Linked DNA regions of Sus scrofa: region 1 is linked to region 2. Evidence: chromatin contacts called from public HiChIP or PLAC-seq data. All regions are on one chromosome and are shown on one strand. The core of a region is the stretch at or near the end of the contact, and the rest is flanking DNA. Distances in the headings are between cores, read along the strand shown.

The links. HiChIP or PLAC-seq counts read pairs in DNA pulled down with a chosen protein or histone mark.
Region 1: an H3K27ac HiChIP or PLAC-seq map of alveolar macrophages shows a contact between it and region 2. The contact joins two enhancer-like sites. A contact is called at or near these places in 1 of 47 Hi-C or Micro-C datasets (epiblast stem cells) and 1 of 2 datasets of contacts at active chromatin or transcription factors (alveolar macrophages).

What each region holds. Positions count from the first base shown.
Region 1 is chr17:11,306,470-11,313,096 of Sscrofa11.1, forward strand. It overlaps IKBKB (inhibitor of nuclear factor kappa B kinase subunit beta), which reads left to right. Exons shown (of 21, transcript NM_001099935.1): 4 at 3,036-3,105. Among named protein-coding and RNA genes, the nearest start is that of IKBKB, 19 kb to the left of the region's middle. Within about 2 kb of position 1,617, at least 20 of the 83 cell types and tissues checked have an H3K27ac peak or open chromatin away from gene starts, as enhancers often do. A contact at or near this core is called in alveolar macrophages, where this site is marked.
Region 2 is chr17:11,089,962-11,096,019 of Sscrofa11.1, forward strand. All of the region lies in intron 2 of KAT6A (histone acetyltransferase KAT6A), which reads right to left. Among named protein-coding and RNA genes, the nearest start is that of KAT6A, 17 kb to the right of the region's middle. Within about 2 kb of position 3,285, at least 15 of the 83 cell types and tissues checked have an H3K27ac peak or open chromatin away from gene starts, as enhancers often do. A contact at or near this core is called in alveolar macrophages, where this site is marked.

The DNA of each region.
Region 1 (6,627 bases), core at 367-2,866, 210 kb after region 2:
GACACTTTCTCCCAGATGTGGCCACTCAGGGTCACACAGTGGGACAGGAAGGGACTGGCTGAGCCACCTGTGAGCCAGGCTGGCGCTCCAGAGCCGCCGCTGACTCAGCTTCTGGACCTTGTTCTCTTCCTCCCACCCCGTCCACGTCTCTTTACCAGAACACACCCTGCAGGGGGTGCTGAGGGACGGTGGCATGTCCACCTCCCCATTGATACTGGAGCTTACAGGATCCCCACCTGCTCTTACATGTAACCTCGTGTGATTTTCAGCAGCTCTGTGGCCTTGGTAAAAGAGATAGGGGAGGGAGCTCCTATCATGGCTCAGTGGAAACGAATCTCACTAGCATCCATGAGGGTGCAGGTTTGATCTCTGGCCTCACTCAGTGGGTTAAGGATCTGGAGTTGCTGTGAGCTGTGGTGTAGGTCACAGATGCCCCTCAGATCTGGCCTTGCTGTGGCTGTGGTGTAGACTGGCAGCTACAGCTCCAATTCCACCCCTAGCCTGGGAACCTCCATATGCTGCAGGTGTGGCCCTAATAAAAAAAGAAAAAAAATAAAAGAGATAGGAGAGCTCCCACTGTGACACAATGGTATTGGAAGTGCCTTTTTTTTTTTTTTTTTTTTTTTGTCTTTTTGTCTTTTTAGGGCCACACCCACAGGCATATGGACGTTCCCAGCTAGGGGTCTAATCGGAGCTGTAGCCTCCAGCCTACACCACAGCTACAGCAACGCCAGATCTGAGCCACATCTGTGACCTACACCACAGCTTATGGTAGCGCCAGATCCTTGACCTGCTGAGCGAGACTAGGGATCACAACCTCATGGTTCCTAGTCAGATTCATTTCCGATGTGCCACGATGCAAACTCCAGCAGTGTCTTTTCAACGCTGGGACACGGGTTCCATCCGTGGCCCAACACAGTGGGTTAAGGATCCCGGCGCAGCTTCAGCTTAGGTTACAACTACAGCTCAAATCTGATCCCTGGCCTCGTAACTCCATCTGCAGCAGGGTGTCCAAAAAAGAAAAAAAAAAAAAATAGGATCCCCGTGAAGGGTGGTTCCCTGGCCTCATGGCTGCAGTGACAGAGCTAGGGGACCGCCTGTGTGGAACCAACTGCAGCCCCTCCCTGTCTGTGAAAGGAATCGTGCCTCAGAGCACAAGGGACAAGTTGGAAAGCTCTGGGCACAAGTTGGTTTTGTCCTGAAAAGAGGTTGCCCTATCCTCTGTCTGCCCTCACCTTTCACTCCAGAAGGAAGTTCTCAAGATTGGGGGAGGGGGTGGGGGTCAGGATAGCTGGGCGTTTCTTCCATCCTCACACAAGTTTCCCGGACCCAGAGTCCTGTGCTGCTCCCATTACTCTTCTGGCCCCTTCCGCCCTCTTTTTCTAAAGGAAACTTTCCATGAGGGCTCATCAGCGTGGGTGGCCCTTCCGTCCCGGGAGGTGGGCAAGTCTGGGGAGCGTCAGGCAGGATGTGAGCAGGGTCACCGGTCACCGGCTCAACCCACAGGCCAGGCCTGATAAGAGCCGAGAAATGGGGAACCTGACAGCGCTTCGATTCTCCTTTATTTTTCTGACCTATGACAGCCATCCGATTACTAACTGTAGCTATTTAGGGACATGAAGCTGTGTCATTGTAGTTGCAACGACAGTTGTCAGAGGACAGCGTGGGAGGTGGGTGGGCTGGCGTCAGATTACGGAGGCAGAGGGTTTCAGACGTTATCTCGGAGCCAGCCCGCCAGGGAAGAGGCTGATCCAGACTTTGGCATGGTTGCCGTGGCACAGGGTACAGGATGATGAGGACAGGGGTGGGAGGGCAGGCAGCAATGGTACCCTCTTGGGGCCTCTGTCCATGTGGCCACTGGAGGGCCCTGGGCGCTGGAGATCTGTCCTCTTTGTCTTCCAAGTGAGGTCGCCCATTATTCCCTCGTCCAGAAAGTTCAGAACCTATACTCCTGGTCTGGAGAGACACGCTTGGCCAGCACGTGAGCCGGGTGAAGGAGTGAGGTGTGTGTGCCTGGCGCAGGGAACAGCTCGCACACGAGCCCGGGTGTGGGTGTTAGTACGTCGGCCCACTTCAGTGGGGAGTTTCTTTTCTGAACTTGAAGCTGGCCTCCAGCAGCAGAATTGAGCTCCTCGATAAGCTGCTAGGGGAGTTCCCGTTGTGGCTCAGTGGGTTATAAACCCAACTAGATCTGTGAGGATGCAGGTTCAATTCCTGGCCTCACTCAGTGGTTGAAGGATCTGGCATTGCCGGGAGCTGCGGTGTAGATAACAGTGCTTGGGTCCCGTGTTGCTGGCAGCTGCAGCTCCGATTCAGCCCCTAGCCCAGGAACTTCCATATGCTGCAGGTGTGGTCCTTAAGAAACAGAAAAAAAAAAAAAAAAAAAAAAAAAAAAAAAAAAAAAGCTGCCAGGGCCAGGAAGGCACAGGGGCTGTGTTTGGATATGAGCTTCAGATGGACACTGGACACGCATTGTAGGGCCATGCCCCAGCGCGGCTGTAGAGCAGAGGGATGGCTGGACCACTCCTGCCCAGCTTCCTTGCCTGTGAAACAGAAATGCCACTGGCGCTTGCCTTGGAGGTGTCGGGGAGGGAGGTGAAGCGAGACACGGCGGCTTCCCTGAGCCCATCCGTGCAGCTCTGCCTGGTGCCCGCTGCCTGGTCCACATCGGGGAAGGGGTCGGCAGAGGTGTTGGGTGGCTCCTGTGGGCTCCCGGGGGCACTGGCCCAGCCAGGACTGAGCTCACACGGGCAGGCCTGCCTCCCTCAGGCCCACAGCACAGCTGAGAAGGGCCCCTTCTTAGAGTAACTCAGGGCAGTGTGCGCCCACGAGCATCTCCAGAAGCTCTCAGACCTGCTTCCTCCTGCCCCGCCTGGGCTGACCCGCCTGTCCTGCCACCCAGCTGCCTATGCGCCCAGGTACCCAAGACCCAGGGCCCAGGCCGCACTCAGATGGCCTCAGCTGGTGAAAGGCACTGGCTGGTGTCCTGGTGGCTGGTGACCCCTCACTCTGACACCTTTGTCCCCTCTTGACAGTACTTGAATCAGTTCGAGAACTGTTGTGGCCTGCGGGAAGGAGCCATCCTCACCTTGCTGAGTGACATCGGTAAGTCGCAGCTGGTGGCTGGAGCGGGGGCGGGGGCGGGGGGGATGACTGGCCCTCTGACCTTTGCAGAGGTGGGGTTGGCAGGGATCAACAGGGCCTAGTCTGGCAGGCGCTAAACTCAAATAGGTTTCCCTTCCTTCCGGACCGAGTCACAAACTGAATTAGGATGAATGTAGAACAACAGATTTCCTTTCCCATTAAAAAGCTCCACTCCCTACTTTCCCGGAACGGCCAGCACCGGCAACGGGAGTAGCTTGTCATTTGAGTGAATTTCATTGCTTGGCAGCGAGTTTTTCCACTTCCCCACGGGCAGTTCTTTTGCCAGCCACAGGCCTGAGGAAAACAAACCTTGTTTAACCCTTGGATGCCGACGGTCACCTCTGAGGAGAGTGTCGGGGGCCCTCTGAGAAGGCCCAGCTGGTGGCCCAAGTACCTTGGGGAGAGGGAGGGAGGCTGACCTCAACCTGCAGGGGTCAGATGCCACCTCCCCGACCCTAGCACCTGCTTTCTGTTGGTAAATCTTCAGGGTTGTTGGTGCAGGGTAGGAATCTGAGCTCTAAGGTTGGAGTTGAGTTCATGTTGTGGTTCAGCGGGTTAAGAACCTGACTAGTATCCATGAAGACACAGGTTCAATCCCTGGCCTCGCTCAATGGGTTAAGGACCCGGCATTGCCATGAGCTACAGTATGGGTGGCAGACACGGCTTAGTTCTGATGTTGCTGTGACTGTGGCGTAGGCTGGCAGCTGCAGCTCCAATTCAACCCCTACCTAGCCCGGGAACTTCCATGTGCTGAAGGTGTGGCCCTGGGGAAAAAAAAAAAAAAAAAAGAAGAAGAAGAAGAAAAGAAAATTTGATGGTTGGTGTTAAGATTGGAGTTCCCCAGAGTTCCTGATGAGCATTCGCCCCCAGATCTGGGAGTGTGATACCCTTTTCACCCCTTTTCCCATCACAACCTCTTTGAAACTGTATTTTTTCCTTTTTGTGTGTTCCAACTTTCTCTTTAGAAAAATGTCACGTGTATAGGGAAGTTGGAAGAGCAGTGGAACACACATACCCTTCACCCAGGCTTGCTGGCGGTGGCTGTCTCTCTGTGTCTGTAAAGCTGTGTTTGCAGAGGCTGGACCTGGGGCGGAGTGGGGCCCCTGGTCCTCGTGGCTCCTGCCTGCTCGGTGGGTCTGCCTCTTCGTCACTCGGGCAAGAAGGCAGTGAAGGGGGGAGTGGAGCGCTAACACGCTTAGGATTAGGCTCCTAAGGGTCTGACATCGAAAGGGCCCTCTCAGAGTTTCCATTGTGGTGCAGCGGAAACGAATCTGACTAGTATCCATGAGGATGCGGGTTTGATCCCTGGCCTCACTCAGTGGGTTAAGGATCTGGCGTTGCCATGAGCTGTGGTTGTGGGTCACAGACGTGGCTCGGATCTTGAGTTGCTGTGGCTGTGGTGTAGGCCAGCAACTACAGCTCCGATTCGACCCCTAGCCTGGGAACTTCCACATGCTGTGGGTGTGACCCTAAAAAACAAAACAAGCAACAAAAAGGACCTCTCCCTCTCCACCCCGTGTCTCTGGTCTGTGGATAGGGTTCATAGTGAAGGCATACAGGCATTGCACCGGTTTGGGTTTTATTTTTTTCCAGCTCGGTTGAGGTAAAATTCACGTATAACATACGTAAGTTTCAGGGGTGCAGCATGAAAAGATTCTACCAGTTTTGTGTGACCAGCATGGGCATCCACTGCCAGCCGGACTGCTTCCCTCATATGGGTATATGGGAGGCACCCCCCTCTGAGCCCCAGCAGGTCCTGTCCGTAGACCAAGAATCCCCCCTGTTCTCTTGACACCTTGCCCTCGCTGGCCCATCCCTGTGGTGCTGATTTTGTCATTTGCCCCGGTGGCCATGTCATCGGTTTAGCCTCTGTTGAGTTGGATTGCAGGCAGGTTTGTAGGTTGGGGAATATTCCTTTGCTTTTTGTGGGCAACCTTTATCTCGTTTATCTCTGCAAGTCGTTTTTTTTTTTGGTGTGTGATTTCCTCAAGTATTGTGTTTTCACTCATTAGATTATGTGTGCATTCAGGAAATTGTTATTAAGAAAGTCGTTTTATTGACTCAAGCACACAAAAACTACTTCCTCAAGTGACTCTGGGGACATTCATTGAGCCTCTGCTTGTCACGTATTCCTCTGTCTGGGCACCTGTTACATCCAGTTCCCGTTGCTTCCTGTGGTAGCTTCCAGGTGTGGGGGTGTGGGGGTGTGTGTGTGTGTTACATGCAAATCAGAGTAATGAAGACAGGTGTCTCCTGGGTGCTCTGTCTTTGGGTCAGTGATTCCCTGTCTTTCTTCTCTATGGTCCCAACTTGGGAATAATGAAGCTTTGAAGTACTAGTCCACTAGAATTTAGTTCTTAAAGGCCAGGACTTCAGTCATGGCTCTGTCTTCAGCATCTAGACCTGTAGAACTTTATATAGGAGCTTCTCTGTAAATATTGGTCAAATGAATGAAAGTAAATCCAAAGGAAATGAACAAGAACCTGCTTTTTATTAAAAAAAGAACAGCTGTGGAGTTCCCCCGTGGCTCAGCGGGTTGAGGATCCAGGGTTGTCACTCTAGTGGCTCTAGTTGCTGCTGCAGCACCAGTTCGATCCCTGGCCCCAGAACTTCCACATGCCATGGGTGTGGCCAAGAAAACAGCTGTCCACATATAGTTAAGTTGACACTTAGCTGATACCAGCTCCTCCATCTGTCAGCACTGTGACCTGAGGCCTATTCCCTAAGTCTTAAGAGCATCAGCCCTGGGAAAGGTACTTGCCGCTGAAGAATTGTTAAGGGGGCAGAGTGACTCACTGGGACACAGAATTCTAGCACAGCAGGTGCTCGCCTCTCTCTCCTGTCCTTCCCGCCCAGGGTTTGGGTTTAGAGCGCCCCTTTTGGAAAGCCTCAGTTGCCCTAAGTTGGGCTGTGACCTGAGGCTGGGGTCTTCCTGAACTCCCTCCCCAAAAGCGGTTCTCCTGCCCCCTCCCCATTTGGAGGCCTCGGTGGACCTTGCTGATAAGCTTACATTGTACTTTCATTCCCATTTCTGGTTTTGTGTACAAGATTCATGAAGTTTATTTCTCTTGCACTGTCGTCAGCGAGTGGGTTCAAAAGGTTTTCTGGGAGCTCCCCGAACACAACACTTTTGTGTTCTGAAACGCTTCCTGAGGCTGTTTTGTTCCCATTTGTCCAAAGCTCTGGCCCTGTATTCCCTTTGTTGGAGCAGCCCTGAAGTTCCCTGCCAGGGCGACTTCAGATAAGCAGAGCCACACCCTGGCCGCTGGGTCCAGATCCACGGCCTTCTCCTCTGGGTTGAACCTGCAGCCCTTTAACCTCTCCTGTGCCACTGGATTCCCAGAGACGCCTGCTCAAAGCAGTGTCAAGATCATAGACGCACGCTGGGTTTTCCCAGGGAACTTCGCCTTCTCCTGGAAGATCTTGCAGAGTACACCTGAGAGGAAGAGCTGGCAAGCACGTGGGTGAGCCCCCGTGTCCTGT
Region 2 (6,058 bases), core at 2,035-4,534:
GTTAAAGAAGGTTTCCTTGCCATCAGAAGAAAAGCAAAAAGATGAGATTTTTATTTTAGGGGTAGGGGATGGGACCTCATTCCACAGGACAGAAATCTATCAGTACGAGCCACTGCTTACAAGAGATATCCAGCAAAAAGACCTAGATATTTCTAAAAGCAACCGAGTTAACAGTTTAAAAACAACAACAAATTTCTGATGATTCTAAGAATTGTATGTGGGATTTTTCGTTTTTGTTTTTCTTCTTTTTTTTTTATGACCACACCTGCGATATATGGAAGTTCCAGGCTAAGGGTCAAAGCAGAGCTACAGCTGCAGCCTATACCACTGGCACAGCAACACCAGATCCAAACCGCATCTACAACCTAAGCTTGTGGCAACACCAGATCCTTAACCCACTGAGCAATCAAACCCAAATACTCAACAGACACTGTAAGGTTCTTAATCTGCTAAGCCACAACAGGAATGCCAAGAATTGTACGGTTTTTTGATTTTTGGTTTTTTTTTTTTGTCTTTTTGTCTTTTCTAGGGCCACACCCAAGTCACATGGAGGTTGCCAGGCTAGGGGTTGAATTGGAGCTGTAGCTGCTGGCTTATGCCAGGGCCACAGCAACTCGGAATACAAGCTGTGTCTGCAACCTACACCACAGCTCATGGCAATGCTGGATCCTTAACCCACTGAGCGAGGCCAGGGATTGAACCCACAACCTCATGGTTCCTAGTTGGATTTGTTAACCACTGAGCCATGATGGGAATTCCCAAGAATTGTATGTTTTTAAGCAATCAGGCTTAAGAGAGCCTAGTAGTAGAAATATAGATCAGAGGTTGTCTCTAGTCACTAGGCTGGTGGAAGAACAAACTCCAATGAGAGTGAAAAAATTTATAATGAGATTGCCAAAAATCAAAAGACTTGATAAAACCATGTTGCCAATGGTGTAGGGAAACAAGTATTCTCATACACTTCTACAGAGAGAAATTCAGAAATAACAAAATTACAAAGACACACATTCTTTTGCCCAATTATTCCATTTCTAGGACTTAAAAGTAAAATAACACACAAAGGAAGTTCTTTAATTGAGTACTGTTTGCAGTCACCAAAAAATCAGAAACAAATACCATCAGCAAGGGGCTGGTAATATAAATTGTGCAACACCCACACAAGGGAATACCAAGCCTTATGTATTGATACGGAACACCACTTAAGATATATCATTAAGTAGGGAGGGGAGAAAAAAAGTAGGGTGCAGAACTGTTATGATGTGCTATCAGTTCCCACTGTGGCTCAGAGGGTTAGGAAAACCAACTAGTATCCCTGAGGACACAGGTTCAACCCCTGGCCTCACTCAGTGGGTTAAGGACCTGGCATTTCTGTGAGATGTGGTATAAGTCACAAACGCAGTTCCAACTCAACCCCTATCCTGGGAACTTCCATATGTTGCACGTGCAGCACTAAAAAAGCAAAAAAAAAAAAAAAAAAAAAAAAAAAAGTGCTATCAATTGTGGAGAAAAATGCATATACAAAGTGATTGGCTATTTACACTCAGAATCTCTTTGGAAAGTAAAAAAGAAACAAACTCCCAAGAAGGGAACCAGGTAGCTAGGGAACAAGAATTAGAAGAATACTTTTCACAGAAATCTCTTTTGAACTTTTTAGATTTTATGTACTAATGACTGTATTATCTATTAGGAAAACAAAATTTCTCAAACTTTTAAAAATATTATGTAGGTTACAGAGAACAAATATTACCTTGAAGGAAGTAGCAAATGGTGCTGTTCAGTCGAAGTGTCAAGCATTTGCAGAAAACATCTGAAACACCTAAAATCTCAGCTTTTAATCTATATATTTTGAGAGGGTAAGCTTCTAAGTTCAGCTTCTACATTTACTAAGATAGTTAATACTTAAAAAAATAATAATTTCCTTCATTCCTCTTCAGTTTGAACCTGACAGTTTCTGTTCAACAAACATTTTCTGAGCATCTTACAATGTCCCAAGACCTGGATACAGGCATTAGTATTACATAGGACTTGATAAACAGTTTAACAGATTGCACGTAATAGATGCTAAAGAAGCACCCACTTTTTTAAATGCTTGTCATTACTATGAACAAGAGGCAGCCTACTGTGGCTGAAGGAGTACTGGGCTTGAAAGAGACCCGGGTTTTAGTTCTATTTATTCCCTTAACTAACCATACAATTCTGCATAAGCAAAACCTGGCCACCACAGCAGGACTGCCTTCCTTACTACAAGTACTACATCAAAAGAAAATATATGTGAAAGCAAAATCCTTTTTAATCTGTGAAACACTTCAGAAACATGTTATTGCCACCAATATAAAGTTTTTGGGAAAAATACTTTATTTCCTTTTTTCTTGAGCTTTCTTGGCTGCTTAGCTGAAATTAACAGAAACAAAATTTTGTATTTTCATCATTCTTCAAAGTTAGTAGATGATGGTGCCAACTCACTTGTAAAGCATTCCAAGAGTAAAAGGTGAGTTTTCACTGAAAAGCACATATATAAAGTCCATACAAACAAAGGTAGGTATTCAAAAGCTACAAAACAGGGAGCTTACACCACACATTACCAAGGCCTTGATGCTCTTACAATGGAGCGTTAATGAGGAATAACAAGAAACCTAGGAAGGCAGCAAGAGGGCAAAGAGGCCCAAGACAGAGTGGACTACAGAAGTGACCAGGGTAGTGATTGTCACACTAGCTGCCTTTCCACCTTCTTAATGAAGTGCTTTGTCAATCCCCTAAATTTGAAGCTGCTGACTTAAAATCTTGACCTATTCTTATGCAATGAAAGGAATGTGTTTACTATTGCTACCACTGAAGTGTTACTCACCCTGTAGGACAATTTTTCAGATAAAACAAATTCTTCCTTCTACCATTAAAAGGCCAAAAAAAAAAAAAAAGAAGAAGGAAGGCAAAGGGAGAAAGGAAGGAAAGGGAAGAAGGGAGGAAGGAAGGAAGGAGAAAAAAAAGATAAATGTGTCATGCTGGCTTGGAGGTTACCCTATCATACCTTTAAGCATCAGCTCAAAGAAAGCATGATAAAATGTATAAAGGCTGCTTATACAATACAGGCACATAAAAATGTTAACTAATGTTTACTGGGAGGGTAGTGACTTTAAAACCAAGATATAAAAGCTAGACAGGTGATTTGGTTTTTTATTTATATTCATTTGAACATTTATTATGGGCCCACAATGTTTTGCTTCTAGGCCTCTGTACATGCTGTTCACTCTGCAGGAACCACTCTCTTTCCCACTCCACCCACTAACTTCCCCCTCACTAACCTCTCACATGTGACTTCCTGAGACGGCTTCCTTAACTGTCCCAACTTTCCCCACCCTTCTGTGTTTCCACAGCACTGTTTCACCCCATCCAAACACCTATCATATACAACATTCCACCATCATACAAAGCTCTATTAGTATATCAACTAATGTACATTAACTCATCAAATCTTCGTAACTTCATTATGAGACAAGCACTACATCATCCCCATTTACAGAGAGAAATGTGGCAAAGAATGGTTAAACAAATTACCCAAGGTCATAAAGCAAGTAATACCAACATGAGATGCAAACCCAGATTATCTGGTTCTTGAGCCTGCATTCTTAATAAGATCATTCTTGGCAATAATGTGAACTGGAGGGGAAAAAACTAGTGAGAAAGCTACTACGGTAAATCTCAGGAGAGAAACCATGAGGACCTGCAACAAGATTAGCAGCTGGAATGGAGAAGAGGTTAATTAAAAGAGATGTTACAGAAAGAGAAAAGGCTGTGGATGGAATAAAACTGAATCCAAAAGAGGTGTAAGAGATGTGCAGAAGATGGCACTAAAGGGGTTCCTGTTTTAGGAATCAGCCAATGGCAATGCCTCTCATCACAGTAAAAAATCAAAACAGCAAGCTGGAGGTGGGTGATAAACGCCCTCTGGGTCACCATGAATTTGAAGTGACTGAGATAAGACAACACACAGTGGGATATGCAAGGCCAAAGCTCAAAAGAGAGGTTTGGATTAAGACATGAATTTAGAGTTGCCGTCAGTATATAGAAGCTAAGTCAAGAGAAGGTTGACTCAGGAAGGTTAAAACAGTAAGTAAACAAGAACAGAACCTTAGGGAATTCAACACTTAAAAATATAGGCAAAAGATAAAAAGCCAGTAAACTAAAAATAAATCACCAGAAAGATGTGAGGAGTGGGAGAAGACACCTAGGAAAGAATTATCCCAGAAGTCAAGGGAAGGAGGGAACAGTCAACAAGTGCTAAGTGCTGCTGAGAGGTCAGGTAAGATAAAGACTGAAAACTGTCCTTGAGAGCTGTTTCCAACGGTGTTCTAGGGCCAAAGGCCAGATTGCAACAGACATGGAACCTTTTTATAGACTTTTTTTCCAAGAAGTTTCAAAATGAAGGGAAGGAGACAGCGTATAGATGAGGAGAAGAATCTGGAGCAGTGGTTTTTTTATTCTAATCTGATGGGAGAAACTTCCCCATGCTAAGGGGCAAAGATTGGAACATTATGATGGATCAAGGCTCCTGACGTAAGAAGAACAGGATCCTGCACAGAAATGGGGATACAGGAAGTTCACTGTGGCCCAGCGGTAACAAGCCTGACTAGTATCCATGAGGATTCGGGTTTGATCCCTGGCTTCTCGCTCAGCGGGTTAAGGATCTGGTGTTGCCGTGAGCTGTGGTGCAGGTTGCAGATGTGGCTCAGATCCCACATTGCTGTGGTGTAGGCCAGCGGCTATAGCTCTGATTTAACCCCTGGCCTGGGAACTTCCAGATACTGCAGGTGCAGCCCTAAAAAGAGAGAGAGAGAAAGGAAGAAAAAGAGAGGGAGAAAGAAAGAGGAAGAGAGGAAGAAATGGGGACACAACGTCTAGACCCGACACTTGACGTCCTCTGAAAGAATAGTAAAGGGGGAGACAATAAGAACAGACATATTGAAGCTAGTGTGGTGGGAGGAGTAAAGCGGGAGGAGCTCATGTGGCCAGAGAGACTGTTCTCTATGAAGTTGGAAATGGAAGTGTCTACTAAAAATGAGAGAGGCAAAAGAGTTAGAGGGACCCTGAACTGCTGCAGAGAGAATAGATTACAGACGGACATACATCCCCAAGCAGAGGCCAGAGCTGAGATTAGAGGCCACAAATTTGTATGTGGCACCCCATCACTTTGTGGGTTTGTGGAATTTTTTTCAAAATGGCAGAGAGTCCCATGAAGGAGCAGGGAGAGGATAGCTGGCTTAATTTCAAGGTTGGGGTTTGCCAATTTGCAGAAGTAAAGCGAGTAACTGAAGTGATAAACCATAAGGACAAACAATTAGAAGAAATGCATGGGGGGGGCGGCACCATAACCACACAGGGAATCTTCTCTGAACTACACATTGTATAGGACCTTGATGAGAGAAAGGAGCAGGTGCAGCAGGAGTGAGGAGAGAGAAAAGGTGGAAAATTAGAGCAGTTATGGTCAGGGAGTAGGACAGAAAAAAAATTTAGGTTTCCAGAAGTACACTGTCCTGGGTTCAAAGTACATTCATGAAAGCAGGTGTGAAGTGTGTTGTTTCTTGCATTTGTCTGAATTTCCATTACTAAGTAATTCTGCCCCCTGACTCTCTCAGTCAGTTCCCACCACAGGACATGGTGATAAGTTCGAGAGCCTGGGTTCTCAACCCTGGCTGTACTTCAGATGCACGTGGAGACTTTAACAAGCAAACAAACTGAAATCTGGGTCCCACTGCTAGAGTTGAATTTAAGTGGTTTGGTGCTTATTTTTTTAAAGCTCTTCAGGTAATTCTCAGTGGATTTACTGTCAAGAAACATTGCTTAGAAAGAATAGGACTTAAAAAAAAAAAAAAAAGAACAGGACTTGAGTTTATATTATAGAATTAAAGAAAAACAGACTGGGGAGTTCCTGTCATGGTTCAGTGGAAACAAATCTGACTAGGATCCATGAAGACTCAGGTTTGATCACTGGCCTTGCTCAGTGGGTTATGGATCCAGAATTGCTGTGAGCTGTGGTGTAGGTCACAGACTTGGCTCAATTTGT